Regions from separate parts of the Mus musculus genome. Here regions 1, 2 and 3 are each linked to region 4. A link is a contact called in public Micro-C and promoter capture Hi-C data. All regions are on one chromosome and are shown on one strand. Each heading gives the region's core, a stretch centred on a gene start, on an enhancer-like site or on the middle of the called end of the contact. The rest is flanking DNA. Distances are from core to core; before and after follow the strand shown. Region 1 holds the start of Adgrf3 (adhesion G protein-coupled receptor F3). Region 2 holds the start of Drc1 (dynein regulatory complex subunit 1). Region 3 holds the start of 3110082J24Rik (RIKEN cDNA 3110082J24 gene). Region 4 holds the start of Kcnk3 (potassium channel, subfamily K, member 3).

Evidence for each region. Promoter capture Hi-C pulls out the DNA fragments that hold promoters and counts their contacts. A called contact is a pair of places that touch in the nucleus more often than the background predicts.
Region 1: a promoter capture Hi-C map of embryonic stem cells shows a contact between it and region 4, with 2.8 times the contacts expected there. The contact joins the promoter of Adgrf3 here to the promoter of Kcnk3 in region 4. A contact is called at or near these places in 7 of 39 promoter capture datasets (the 3T3-L1 cell line, HPC-7-derived erythroid cells, embryonic stem cells and 4 more), 1 of 484 Hi-C or Micro-C datasets (nephron progenitors), 3 of 115 datasets of contacts at active chromatin or transcription factors (embryonic forebrain, forebrain and stem cell-derived neural progenitor cells) and 1 of 9 other capture datasets (liver).
Region 2: a promoter capture Hi-C map of embryonic stem cells shows a contact between it and region 4, with 2.1 times the contacts expected there. The contact joins the promoter of Drc1 here to the promoter of Kcnk3 in region 4. A contact is called at or near these places in 5 of 39 promoter capture datasets (cranial neural crest, embryonic stem cells, frontonasal cranial neural crest and 2 more) and 1 of 9 other capture datasets (pancreatic islet).
Region 3: a contact with region 4 is called in a Micro-C map of embryonic stem cells, with 2.5 times the contacts expected there. The contact joins the promoter of 3110082J24Rik here to the promoter of Kcnk3 in region 4. A contact is called at or near these places in 1 of 484 Hi-C or Micro-C datasets (embryonic stem cells) and 1 of 115 datasets of contacts at active chromatin or transcription factors (embryonic stem cells).

The regions. Positions count from the first base shown.
Region 1 is chr5:30,204,117-30,207,435 of GRCm38.p6, reverse strand. It overlaps Adgrf3 (adhesion G protein-coupled receptor F3), which reads left to right and starts at 1,714. Exons shown (of 14, transcript NM_001014394.2): 1 at 1,714-1,820; 2 at 3,035-3,095. The coding sequence starts at 1,731.
Region 2 is chr5:30,279,444-30,282,820 of GRCm38.p6, reverse strand. Drc1 (dynein regulatory complex subunit 1) reads right to left here and starts at 1,428. Exons shown (of 17, transcript NM_001033460.4): 1 at 1,215-1,428. The coding sequence starts at 1,369.
Region 3 is chr5:30,103,800-30,107,521 of GRCm38.p6, reverse strand. 3110082J24Rik (RIKEN cDNA 3110082J24 gene) reads left to right here and starts at 1,436. Exons shown (of 3, transcript NM_001256263.1): 1 at 1,436-1,515; 2 at 2,108-2,459; 3 at 3,604-3,722. The coding sequence starts at 2,163. The coding sequence ends at 3,633. Garem2 (GRB2 associated regulator of MAPK1 subtype 2) reads right to left here and starts at 2,326. Exons shown (of 6, transcript NM_001167879.1): 1 at 2,119-2,326. The coding sequence starts at 2,230.
Region 4 is chr5:30,586,319-30,589,732 of GRCm38.p6, reverse strand. Kcnk3 (potassium channel, subfamily K, member 3) reads right to left here and starts at 1,563. Exons shown (of 2, transcript NM_010608.2): 1 at 1,134-1,563. The coding sequence starts at 1,416. Gm9899 (predicted gene 9899) reads left to right here and starts at 1,114. Exons shown (of 4, transcript NR_040427.1): 1 at 1,114-1,362.

The sequences.
Region 1 (3,319 bases), core at 465-2,964, 380 kb after region 4:
TTGCCACGTGGGTCCCTGGAGCCTTTGGGGAACAGCCAGTGATCCTGACCACAGAACGATCTCATCTGCCCAAAATGTTTTTTTTTTTTTAATTATGTCAACAGCCTTTAATCGCAGCACCTGGAGACAGAGGCAGGCAAATCTCTGTAAGTCCAAAGCTAGCCTGGTCTGTAAGTTCAAGGCCAGCCTGGTCCATATAGTGAATCCGAGGATAGTAAGGCCCTATCCAAAAAAGAAAAGAGTTTGGCCCTCTGGCTCCCAAGATGCTCTCTTGTACCATGTTCCTGCCACGTGTGAAGACCCCCAAAAGATGCAACCCCTCAAGACCCAAGACAGTAAGCCAAATACATTTCTATTTGTTACAAAACCCTGCCTGCCAGTTGTGGTGGCACACACCTTTAATCCCAGCACTGGGGAGGCAGAGGCAAATGGATCTCTGAGTTTGAGGCCAGTCCAATCTACACAGTGAGTTCTAGGACATTCAGGGCTACACAGAGAAACCTTGTCTTGTAAAACAAATCAAAACAAAAAATTACCCTGAAAGACCCTCGAGGGGAGACCCTCACTCAGACACTCAAGTCCCGGGACAGCCGCGTACCCAAGAAGACACTGAGACCATACATAAAATGTAGAAGGCAAGATTTAATAAGGCAGCAACATGAAAGCACACAGACCAGAGCTCTGGGGTCGAAATAAAGCAGCAACATGGAAGCACACAGAGCTCTGGGGTCGAAACTCATACACCTTAGCACAGGGTAGAGGAGTCTCGACGGTCAGCCAGAATTTTTCACAGGCTTATATAGTAAAACTCAAAGGGGGAGAACTGGGCAGGGAAAGTACAAGTTTACATCACTAGGGAGTTCTGCCAAGGGACAAGGGGTTCTGCCAAAGGATTCTACGTAACTAAGGAGTCATGTCCTATCAAGGAACCTACGTAACTAAGGAGTACCTGGTTCATTTTGAGGTTGTTCCAGGAGGCCTTTATCTCAAAAATGTTTTTGGAACAGTTTTTAGTTGGGAGGGTTCAAACTTTAGGGTGAGGAGTTTTGGGGTGAAAAGTTTAGGAGTGTTCTGGGAACAATCTCTAGATGGGAGGGGGTGGGCTCCGAGGTAAAAAATTCATGTTCTCACAAGAGGCCAGTAATTTTCTATTCTTCAACCCAGCCTGAGGTATTCTGACATACAAATACAGGGGACGGATTCAAGGTGTTTGATGGAACAAGAGCTGGCTTTCTTGTACCATGTGTGTTCCAGGGACCAGTTCAGGCTGTGGAGTTTGGCGGCAAGCTCCTTTACCCTCTGAGGCATCTTGCTGCCCCCTTTATAGTCTTTTCTAACCTTGGTTCAGTTTTGAAGGTCTAGCTTCCTGGAGGCATTCCAAAATGATCCAAGTTTCCTAGGCCCTGGGGACCATGCCTGAACCTGCCTCTGTGACCTGTTGTTTTTTGTGACGTGGTACCTGTGTCCCCTCCGCCTGCCCAGGAGAACCAAGGCACACTCCTCTCACAGAATCATGTGGGGGTCCAGGTGGCCCCAGTGACCTGGAAGCATATCTGCCCGAATCACAGGCTGTGACACTTGCTCTGTCAACTCACCTTGGCTCCCTCTGATCTTTCCTCCCTTCCTTCAGTAATAGCCCTGCCAGCTGGGGCGGGGGGTGGGGGGGGGTGGGGGGAGGAAATTTGCATCCTGGAACAGCCGGAGGGCTTTAGGGACTGCTGCGTTGAGCCATGTCCTCTCTAGCTCTCTCCCAGCTGCTCCTGGCCGTGACTCTTCCCCTGCTGGAGTTGGAGCCAACATTTGTCCCCACAGCCCAATCAGTAAGTACTGGGGTGAGTGAGGACCCTGGGGAGACCTGCAGAGGCCACAGTCAGAGCCACAGGTTGTGAGGAACCACAGGGTGTAGGATGAAAGGTGGAAGGAAGGGACCAGCTTGCCCCCAAGAAGGCAATCTTCCTGCCCAGGGTGAGGGGACACTTCCATAGCTTTACCTGAGTCCCCATGACACCCTACGACACCTGCTGCTCTTTTGGCTACCAACTTACAATGAAATGAGAAGAAAACCTTTGCAGATGTAGAAGCTTATTAGCATAGACGATGGGAAAGAGTCTGAGGAGAAGCGTGGAGCCTAGGCTTGCATTTTATTATCTATTTATCTACAGCTCCTAATCTACTGCAATCCCCAGATCTAAATATCCCTATCTGTAGCTTCCTCTGTGGCATGTCTTATCTATAGCCTATCCTTGCCTGCACCTGTTTGTTTGTTTGTGTTATATCCTCCTAGTTTTCATGTACTTCCTTGTTTTTATTTTCTGTGTGGATCTTCTGTGTTGCCCAGGCTGCTCTTGAACCCTTGCACTTAAGTAAGGGATACTCCTGCCCCATTATCTTAAGTAAGGGATACCCCTGCCCCATTATCTTAAGCACTGGGATTATTGTACAGGCTTGAACCACCATGTCTGGCTTCCTTCTGGTTTTATTATTTATATTTTGGGGTGATTGTTGTTAGTTAGTTTGTTTGTTTTTTAAATAAAGGTTCACTCTGTTGCCCAGGCTGTCCTTGTACTTGCTACAGTCTTCCTGCTTCAGTCTCCTGGGTGCTGAGATTGCAAGTGTGAGCTGCCATCTGGTTTTAGATGCATACACACATGGGATTTTGAGAGGAAAACATGGGTTAATTTGCAGGACCCTGACTCCTTGTTGGAGCTCTGGACCCAGCCATTTCAATTAGCCTAGAGGCCCAGGGACAGGTCAATTCAGGAAGGAGCTAAACAAAGCATGTTGACTTCCAGGGTGTGCCTGGTTCCTGGTTTCAGGTGAGGCTGCTGGCCCTGGCAGGGTCCCTGGAATTGTGCCCCTGTCCCCGTTTCTGAACATCCTTTTCTCCCTCCAGATACTTACATTTGACCTCTGGCCTAAAGAAGAACTTCTAAGAGACCAAGTCACACCAGAGTAGCCAGGCTGCCCCTGAGGGTACCCTGGCAGGAACTTGAGACCAGCCTCTCTCCTCAGAGTCTCCTCTATCTCTTTCCAGGAGCTCAGTCCATATGGAGGGAAATCTGGGCAGCAACTGAACCAGTACAGTGGAGAAGGGGGTGAGTGGAAGGACTGGGGGGCAGGGGTATCAAGAAAGGGGAAAGGAGCCGGGCTTGGTGGTGCACGCCTTTAATCCCAGCACTTGGGAGGCAGAAGCAGGCGGATTTCTGAGTTTGAGGCCAGCCTGGTCTATAAACTGAGCTCCAGGACAGCCAAGGCTATACAGAGAAACCCTGTCTCGAAAAAAACCAAAAAAAAAAAAAAAAACAAAACAAAAAAAAAA
Region 2 (3,377 bases), core at 179-2,678, 310 kb after region 4:
GCCCAGTTCCTGAACCAACCCCAGTTCTCATCCCAGAACCTCCTAACCAAAGAGGTGGCAGGGATCCCAGGAGGAAGAACAGAGAACACAATGCAAATACATAATGTAGTGAGGCTCCTAGCCTTTCCCCAAGGGGATTGAAGGTCATCAGGGAACTGTCAGGGAAGGGGATACCCAGACAGTGTTAGGACAATTAAAAACAGATCTGAGTTACCATGACAACAAGAGATGCTAACCATGATCACAGCCTTGCCCAACTAGGATGGAGGCACACAGACCTCCATCTTGTACTTCTGCTGGGTCTGTAGACCACCAAAAGTAAAAGTGGAATGAACGACTTAGAAGTTGAACAACTGTCACATGAAGTCTGGTGACTAGTGGATGTCCCTTAAACTTTACCTAAGCTAATAAAGACACCAAAGCCTAGGGAACATGGTGGGAATGCAAGTGTGGTGGCTCCTATCACATCCCCTCTTAATTCACAGGTCTGGCACTTGCAGTACCTGGATGGATTCTAGACAATGATCATCAATGTCCGCAAGCACAAGCAAGCAGCCACCCCGCCTTTGCTACAGTAGATCCGTCGACATGGCCTTGGGCCCAGGGAGTGTGGCCACTAAGTGAAATGAAAGCTTTTACTCTTATTTTATTTTTATTTTGAGGTGTCAAGGCCTTCCTACGTAGACTAGGCTAGCCTTGATCTCAAAGAGATTTGCCTGCCTCTGCCACTCCAGTACTGAGATTAAAGGCATAAGCCACTAACCTGGCTTTATTTTATTTTATTTTTTAATTTTAAAATGGATCAAGATGCTCATATCTGTGTGGAACACACAATCACATATGCTCACTGGCTGTGATAAGGTATTCTCAGTAGAATGGGGATAACCGACTCTTTCACAGATCGCGGTCCATTACATCTCGTCAACAAACTCTAGCCTCTGGAATAAATCTGACCTAGAACTTTTTTATTTTTATTTTCAAATATTGGGACAGGGTCTCATTATGTAGCCCTAGCTGTCCCAAAACTCACTGCTTGAATGTTCTAGAAGAAAAGTTTTTCTGTTTACACCCAGGGCGCGCGCGCGCACACACACACACACACACACACACACACACACACACACACCTTACCATGGAGCTCCCACCCAGCCCGGCCCCAGCTCCCTGCAGGGCACTCTGGGCTCCCCATCGCACCACCCGGCCACCCAGCTCACCGCCTTCGGGCTTCCTGACGAGCAGCGATGCGCAGGCGCCGGGCCTGGATCCGCTCCTGCGGGTTATCCGAATGCACCGAGGGTCCGAGAATCGGGGTGGCTAAGTGTTCTTCCCCATTCTGCTCTAGGACCCCAATGGTTCCTGAGGGATTCATGGCGGCGTCTCCCACCCACTGGCAGCTCCGCCTGGACCAGCAGCCGGGTTGCTAGGAACAAGCCGTTGCCAAGGGAAAGCAGTCACCTGACCCATCTCTGGCTAGCTGTCGCGCGGCGCTCCAGCCCAGCTTCTCTGTCAGGCACTACGAGTTGTATATTTGTATCCCAAATGTGGACTTGATTCCCCTTGCCTGAAGTTGGTTTGGAGGGGCTGACTTGACCCCACGAAGGCAGATGGAACAAACCGCACCGCATCTCTTTCTGACTCAAAAGCCCAATTCATCATCCACCTTACCAAATGAATATTCCTAAAAGGCACTTTGCTCCAAAATAACTGAGTACCTGCAACATGAAAAGCATTGTATTATATAGCTAGAGACAGTGGCGTCCTTTCCTTAAGCTGAGTGGGAGACCACCTCAGCCCATTGCAGTTTTGGAAGTGTGAACTCAAGTACACTCATCATCTGTAGCCATGACCGAAAAAGAGGTGGGTTCAGGAGAATGGTTGGGGGGGGGGGGGCGGGGAAGAACCCAGGACACCACCGCTCTCTCAAAGCAGCAGTCTGCGGGGGCGGGGGGGGGGACATCATGCCTTAGGCACCGTGTGTCCCCTTGTCAACAAAATAATGTCCTGGGGCCAGAGAGAAGGCTCAGCAGTCAATGTTTATGGCCAAGGAGAGTGACCAACTGAGTTCAATCCTTTAGGCCCACACTATGGAAAAAGTACCAGTACTGATAAATTGTCCTTTGACCTTCACATGCCACAGTGGCATATGGGCACACAAAATCATAGGTGTAAAAAGTGGTTTTTTTTTTGTTGTTGTTTTTTAATGTTCTCTTTAAGAATTAAAACTATGCCTGTGGGCTTGTGGTACGGCTCAATGGTAAAGGGTTTACCTACACCAGTTGGTTCGTTGGAGCACCTTGGACAGGACACACAAAACAAAACAAAAACACCACTCCTGTAATCCCAGAACTCAGGATTGTGTTCCAGGTCATCCTGGAACACAATGAGACTCCATTTCTAAACTAAATTAAAATAAGAAATGTAAAGCCCTATACCAAAATAATAATAATAATAATACCCACCCTTATAATAATAATACACACAGACATGCAGACATAGTGGTTCACAATCAGCCCTCTGGGAGGCTGAGATAGGAAGACTGTAAAGTTCTAGGCCAAGCAGGGCTACATTTCAAGACACTATCCCTAATGCAAACCACTCGACAGTTTTATTTTTGTAGCATTGGAGACTGAACTTAGGGACTCAGACATGCTAGACATTCCTTGATGATGAAGGGGTTTTATGGCTTAGGGAAGTTGCAATGCAAGAATGAGTTTGCTGCTGGGGGTGGTGGCACACGCCTTTAATCCCAGCACTCAGGAGGCAGAGGCAGGCGGATTTCTGAGTTCGAGGCCAGCCTGGCCTACAAAGTGAGTTCCAGGACAGCCAAGGCTACAGAGAAACCCTGTCTCGAAAAAAAAAAAAAAAAAAAAAGAATGAGTTTGCTGTGTAAAACCTAATCCTCTATAATAGGAAAGCCCAGAAGACACACCCTTCATAAATCCTATAAGATGCAAACTGGTGAGAGGGCCACCAGCACATCTGAAGGGCTTTGTGGTCTCTGCTTATGCCAGACCTTAGGGTTGCAGATGCTGCTGCTCAACTGAATGGATGAAAGGCAATGGGATTAACTGGGCACTGAGGTAGCAGGGGCCAGTGGCAGCACTGAATCACCAGAAGCAAGATGACTGCAGTTATATGGGCAGCCTAGACAAAACAATGTTCATAATGATGTAACTCATAATGGTCAGCACAGGCAAGACAAATTTTATAACGGCATGACTCATACAGACCTTTGGTACTGGCTAATCACGGTGTTTCCAGGCATGAAGTAGATAATGAGCCTATTGCATTTATTTCATCTGTATCAGAAAAAAAAATCTCAAACAAATGAAAGAAAGGCTATATCGGATTCTGGCAAAAGGCAGTCTCGGCCAGTG
Region 3 (3,722 bases), core at 187-2,686, 480 kb after region 4:
GAAACCCCACCCCAGAGAAGCTATTTCTTAAAGTTGGGGTAGCACAGGCACTGGATTTAGGAAAGCAGAGTGGGGGAGGGGGAAGGAGTCTAGTCTGAGGGAAACAGCCCAGGGGCAGAGGTGCAGGGGTTGGGAGGGGTCTGGGCTCAAGAGGCTCCATCCCCAGCAACGGTTTCCAGGGGAGCAGGAGGGGGCAGCCCAGCTTCCAGGAGACTGATGGGGCGTATCCTGGATGCAGCTGGTGGGCACAGTGGGGGTGGGGATGTCTCCTTCCCAGCCCCCTCACGTGCACACGCGCGTGTGGGCATACACACACACACACACACACACACACATCTTACAATTTTTCTACCAGCCCAATGAATGGGAAATGGTTTACTCTAACAGCGGGGGACTTCATAAAGCATGTCTATGTGGGGTGAACAATGGGTGGGGTATGCAGGGCTTTCAGGGGAAGATCTCCCATTCTGGGTGTGAGGATGTATGTGCACTAAAGTGCAAATATGCACAGGGGAGGTTTGTTGTTTCTCCTCCAGCTCTACAAGCTCTCCTTGGAGCTAATCTAACAAGCCCCACCCCCCACTCCTCCACAGAGACACAGGCCAAAGCCACACAGGTATACACACCAATAGCCAGGGGTCACCCTCAGCAATAGTTCAGCTGCACCCAACAAGACAAATGCTTGTCATCCAAACAGCACAACTCAGTCTCAAGATCCTACCAGGGGACCCCTCCTGAATGCATACCAACGAGAGGACTTCCAAGGACACACAATTTCAAGCATACATTTTTATTCTAATGGTTACGACAGTAATAACCACACTGTCACAGACAGCTAGGCCATCCCACACTATTGCTCATTCATTCATTCACTTAATGAATGAATGTCCATACTCCTTGGCCCTCCCCAAAAGCCAGCAGCCCTGTGGAATGGGGCGCACAGGTGTCAGGGAAGCACAGAGAAGTCCTAGCCATAAAGAAGCGCTCAGAAAAGAACTCAAAGAAAAGGGTGTCAAAGAGATGCGTGGGAAGTGAGCAGGAAGAACCTAGGGCAGAATTTCCTATTCACAAGCAGACACAGTCCAGCTGCAAGCGCAGTCCTGGGATCTCACGCTGAGCAGTGAGTGAGGTCCCACCAGAGTTAGACTGCCAGGTATTCCACCTAAAGGACCGGGACACACTGAAGTCCCACTGAGCCTGCTTCGGCCCGCCTGGTGCTCACTGTGCCCAGTTCTTGCTGTTGCGGGTCTGAGGAGGGGCTGCCAGTCCAAGAACAGCACAGGAGTCCCATTAGCATTCAGGGAAGCGAGTGTGCCAACGCGGGCCAAACCCCTATTCTTCTCACACACAAAACCCCCAGCCTGGCTGCCAGCCCCGGCTCCCGCCCCTCCCCCAACCAAACAGCTCCCCTTTCCCCCAACACTACAGTCCTCTTGCTCTGTGCAGCCTTCAGGCTCTCCTATATTCGGTCCCATCATCGGAACACCCGCACCTGCTGGCGAAATAGGACGAGAGGTGGGGGAGGGCCGGGGGTCCTCTGCTGAGATAGGGAAGGGTGTGTGTGTGTGGGAGGGGGGTGCCTGGTGGCCGGCCCGCTCACTCAGGCCTCTCCGGAGGATAGTCTGCCCGTTGCCAAAAGACCTCAGGATGTCAAAGGACGGTTCAGGAAAGGTCCCAAAAAGGGACTAGCGGGGATGGTAGGGAAAGACCTATCGTGGTCCAAGAGATGCGGTACGATGAAGGTGAGAGGCTGGAAGACAAAGGGATCAAGGGGGTGCGGCCTGGGCAGGGGCCGATAGGCGCCGGGAAAGCGGGGTGCACCGACAGAGCGGCCCACAGACTCAGCATCGCTACTGGCTCCAGGGGGACTGAAAACTTTGTTGCAACCCTGCGGCCAGTTACTAACCCTGTGGGGGGTCGGAGGGGCCCAGAAGCGGCTCCCAGACTTGGGGGCTCCGGTTGTGCCAGGAGCAGCCCCAGAAGACAAGCAAAGCCCCCCATCAACGGGGACAGGGAGGGTAGTGACTGAATGCGCCTGTAAGTCCTGCCAGCTCCAACAGAGCGAAGCCCCGACTTTTCGCATCCTCCGCCTCCGTCTCCCCTCTAGACACCGGGTACCTGGTCCGAGGCAGGCGAGCGTGGGCAGGCGGCAGCGGCTGACGATGAGGTCCAGCGGGAAAGCGCCCATGCTCCAGCGCAGCCCGGCCAGCCCGGCCGCCAGCTTCTCCATGGCATGGGCGCTCCCCGGGGTTCGCCGTCCCGGGACCCCGACGGCCAGTCCCGCGCAGCTCGGGCTGCGCGCCCACCACCTCCTCCTGGGCCGAAGCGGCGCTCCCCGCCTGGCAGCCCAGCTGAGCCTCGGGAGTCACGTGGCCAGCCTCCTTCCACGGGGCATCAGCCCCCACCCCCATCCCCGCCCCGCGCCCCGCCCGCCGGGCCCGCACCCCCGGAGCGCCCAGGTGACAGGGTGCTCGGGGTGGAGATGGTTAGGGAAAAGAGAACAGGTCCGATGGGACTCTGGCCGGGTGGGTGTCCGAGGTTTTCCCCTCGTGCCAAGGCCTCGCGGAGTCCGGACTCAGGATTGCTGCGTTGCTCACATCCGCTACTCCAAGCTCAGCGGCGGGGATGCTCAGACTGGGGAGGAGCAAAGAGGGCAGGCGGCACTTGGAGTTTGAATCTAAGTAGTGTTGGAATCCTGTAAGAGCACTTTCCGAAACCCCGCTCCACCCCCCCCACGCCCTCCCCCTCCCCCCAATCTGCTCTGTAGATGGGAAAACAGATTCAAACCTGAACGATTGGGGTCAGTGGCAGCACTCTTTTTTTTTTTTTTTTTTTTTTTTTTAAACCGTCTCTTTCTTTTCTGTTCTTTCTACCAACTTTCATATCCCCTCCTGTCTGAAGCTCTCGAGTTCTTAGAGGAGAAGCCTTTCCCAGAAACTTTGCTGGCCTTGCTCTCGCACCCATCTGGAGGCTCACTTCGCTTCAGTGTGTCTGCGGCGCCCTCTGCAGGTGCAGGCCGGTCGTGGCTGAGTGCTCTTCAAGAAGGACCTTGGTCCCTAGTCTGGTCCTTAAAAGTATGGACTCTATTCAGTCTTGGCCTCCATGCCCTCAGGAGACTTCAACACGTGTACACACAAACCCTTTCATCTGATGCGCCTGAACCCGTCTTTTTGTATGTAGTCTAGGTTGGTCTTCCCACCCTCCTGCCTTAACCTCCTGGAGTACTACAGGCCAGGCATTACAGCCTTGAGCCATGGCGCCAAGAGCGTTTTTTCCCTTTTCTTTTTCCATACTCAGGGCCTGCCACGTGTGCTCCTCCAGCCCTTCTCTTGTTTTCGGTTTTCAGACAAGGCTCAAGAAGCTGCCCGGGCTGACCTTGAACTTCTTTCTAGCATAGCCACATCATTGAATTTCCCTTCCTTCTGCCTCAGTACCCCAAGCAGTATTTAATGGGCGTGGGGGCAGATGAAGGATGGAGCCGTGAAAGAGATGAGTGAATGAAAGTTCACTTTCCCACCTGGTAGGGAAGAGGGTCTCTCTTGAATAGTGTGACCACATGTTGTGTAATAGTTTCCTCTGAAGTTGAAACATTTTATCCTGCAGGCAAGCTTCTTAAGAAAGAAGATAAACTAAAGGAGCCTCAGGAAGTCCCTGAAACTCATCAGATTCTTTAGGACCAGCTCCAAAGCCATGCAACAAAGAAGACTCTGAGACCAGATCAG
Region 4 (3,414 bases), core at 314-2,813:
GAAGAGGAAGAAGATTCAGCTCCCGGAGGCATCCCAATGGCTTTGGGGCAAGGTGGGTTCCCAATCTCAGAGTCCAAGCACGTCAGGGCTGGGAAGAGCCCTTGACATCCTTTTGGCCAACCTCTACATGTTGGGACATGAGCCCAAGATCCAGGCAGCAGAAGGAACTTGACCAAGGTCGGTCATGCAGAGGTGGTGGAGCTGGGCTGCAAATCACAGGGTCCTGGGAATGGTTACACTGTGTAATCCTGGTTGGATACTTCAGCAACACGGCAAAGGGCCTGTCTTGAGGTGCTTTTCCTGGCAGACATCTATTTGTGCTCTCTCTCTCTCTCTCTCTCTCTCTCTCTCTGTGTGTGTGTGTGTGTGTGTACCTGTGTGTCATGTTCTCAGAGGAGCTGGGTGTGTGTATGGCCTCCTACAGCATGATCTGCCCTGGCTTTGGAAAAGAAGTGGAGCCATTCCCGTGAGGTGACTGTTTTACTGGGACACTGGGGAAGAAGGCTAACAGGACAGAATCTGGATTCCAGCCCCTGATCTGCTGCCCTCAGAGAATTACAGGCCCTGTCTGGTGCAGCCCAAACTCATGGAGGTGGACACACACTCACACTCACACTCACACACCCACACGGACACACGCAACCCACCCCCCTCCCTAGCAGCACTCAGTCGCAGTTAGAGAGTGGCCCCGTGTGTCGCGGAGTGCAGCTTTCCGGCATCTACGTGCCTTCCCAACGCCCAGCAGGTGTGGACACCCGGGTGCCCAAGCCCAGCGTCAGGGACACGGAGGAGTGGCGCTCTCTCCGGCCCTTACTCTGGATGCCCAGCCCCAGGGCCTAGCCCGGCCACACCCCTCCTCCCGAGCCTCGGCCGGCCGCTCCTGTCCCTCTCACACACTTAAGTCCCCTGGGGTCCTCGCACAGCCCGGCAAGGCCAACTTAGGGCTGGCCGGACTGGAGACAGGTCGAAGTCAGGGGTTCCCGCAGAGCAGACACACCGGGCTGAGCCCCGGCCACTGGGAGCGCGCGGGTTCGGCGACCCGCCCCGCTCCGCAGGGACCCCTCAGCCGCGGGCGGCTCCCCAGCATCCCAGGTCCCCGCCCCCGTCCCCGCCGGCGCGGCGAGTGTAGTTACCGATGGTGGTGATGACGGTGATGGCGAAGTAGAAGGAGCCGGCGAAGCGCCACTGCACGCCGGCCTTGTGCGGCTTGAGGCGCAGCACGACGCGCTCCAGCTCCTCGTAGCCGCCCTCGCTGAGGTTGTAGCGCGCCCGCAGCTCCAGCTGCCGCAGCTCCAGCCGCTGCCGCTCGATCATCTCCGGCTCCGACTCCAGTGCGTCGAACACCGCGGCGCCCACCAGCAGGTAGGTGAAGGTGCACACGATGAGAGCCAACGTGCGCACATTCTGCCGCTTCATCGTCCCTCCCGGGTCCTCGCCGGCCCTCCGGCGTCTCCGGCCCGCGCCCCGGCCCCGGCCGCCGCCGCCGCTGCTGCCCCGGAGGCGGCCTGGGGCATGGCTGCGCTCGCGGATCTCCACGCCGGGCACCAGCTCCGCACCCCGGGGCCACCGCCGCCGCCGCCACCGCCGCCGCCGCTGCCGGCCGCCGCGGAGCTGTCCCTTCAGCACCACCCACCACCCTCCTCCGCCCGCCCCCGCGCCCGCCCCCCGGCCGCGGGCCGCCACCTCCCGCCTGCCCTCCCGCCCAGCCAAATAAGGACTGGGGAGCCGTGCCGAGGGCGGGGGGGGGGGAGGGGGGAGCAAGCGGGAGAACCCGGGCAGGACAGAGGCGGGAGAGAGAGAGCGAGAGAGAGGGAGAGCGAGAGCTGGGGGGGGGGGGTGAGCAAGATGGGAGAGGGAGGGAGAAAGAGAGAGAGAAAGAGAGAGAGAGAGAGGGAGACAGAGATCCAGCCCGCCAGCCCCAGAGAAAACTAGGCAGGAAAACAGATAACTACAGGGAAGGGAGAGGACCCAGGGTAGGGGCCTCTGTGTGTGTGTGTGTGTGTGTGTGTGTGTGTGTGTGTGTGTGTGTGATGGAGGAGACTAACCACACAGACCCAGGAAAAGAGGGATCTGTCAGGAAAATGCGGTGCAAACGATGCAAAGAGAGGGACAGACTGAGACGGGGAAACTTGTGAGTGCTGGAGTACAAATGTCCTGAAAAGGGGCGGAAAGAGGAGAGGAAAGGGCAAGACCCCAAGCTCCCAAAAGCAATCCCTTTTCTCCACCCTTGCCCTAGTCATAGTGCTGAGGCTGGAGGGGACCTTGGGTCCCACTGGCTCAATCTTTAGCCCATGGATAAGGAACCTGGGGCATAGGAGGTGAGCTGACACATATGACACACTTGGAGAGTTGGGGGAAAGACCAGGGCTCAGTCCTCTCCACTCAGATCACATGACCCTTCCTGTGCTCCAGCGTTTGGCTTATCTTAGAAACTGGCAGGGATCTGCTGTGGCCCAGGACACACAGGAGCCAATACCCAAGGGAGAGCTTTCTCTCCGAACACTGAGTCCCTCCCAGGTTAGCACCAGGCACTGGGGACTGGCTGAGAAAGCCTAGGCTGGTGGCTGTGACCACTTACCCCATCTTGATATTGATGGCCCTTGCCCTACACCAGCACAACAGGCTTGACTTGGGCATTGCAACATAGAAAACAAAGGATGCCACCTTGTAGCACAGCACAGGATTGGGGATACAGCTAAAACTGGGGTTGGGGTAAGGGCATCCAGACCTGGTAACTCTCTGACAGACTGAAGGAACTGGCATAGGGGTCCCTCTGCCTTAGTTTCTTCATCTGTCAACCTGGTGTCTGTGGCACTGAAGAGGAAACTGGCCAGGCAGTGGGAACTCAGGCAAAGTGTCCCTGCCCCTCTTGGAGCCTCCTGTCCTTATCTCTGCCATGAGTTGTCATGGCAGATGATCCCTGGGGCCTTACTCAGCTCCAAACAGCACTGGACATGGATGGGCTGAGAGAGCAGAATGATCGGAATGCAAATCCCAGTGCCAAGAAGGGTCAAACAGCCCTTCACAGGACCCTGGCATAGGCCGAGCAGAGAGTTGTGGAAGAGACCCAAAACTCATGGCTCAGGAGGTAGCCAGCGGGGGGGGGGGGGGCACCATCTGCCACATTCTGGGCTGGGATGTCATTGCCAGATACCACTTTGTGTCCAAAAGCACCTCAGAAGAGCTACCTGCCCATTCAGTCCACAAGGATGCAACCCTGTATCTTTCAGAGTATGCTATACCTGTGACCTTAATCTTTTCCTTGGTCCTCAAAGGTAGGTTTGCTTATAATTAGGACTGTTTTATAGATGAAGAAACTGAGGCTAACAGCAATACAATCACCCAGGGTCACTGAGTTGGAAAGAGACTTCTTGTCTGTTTCTCGAGCTCACATTCTTCTCCTTGACAGTCTTC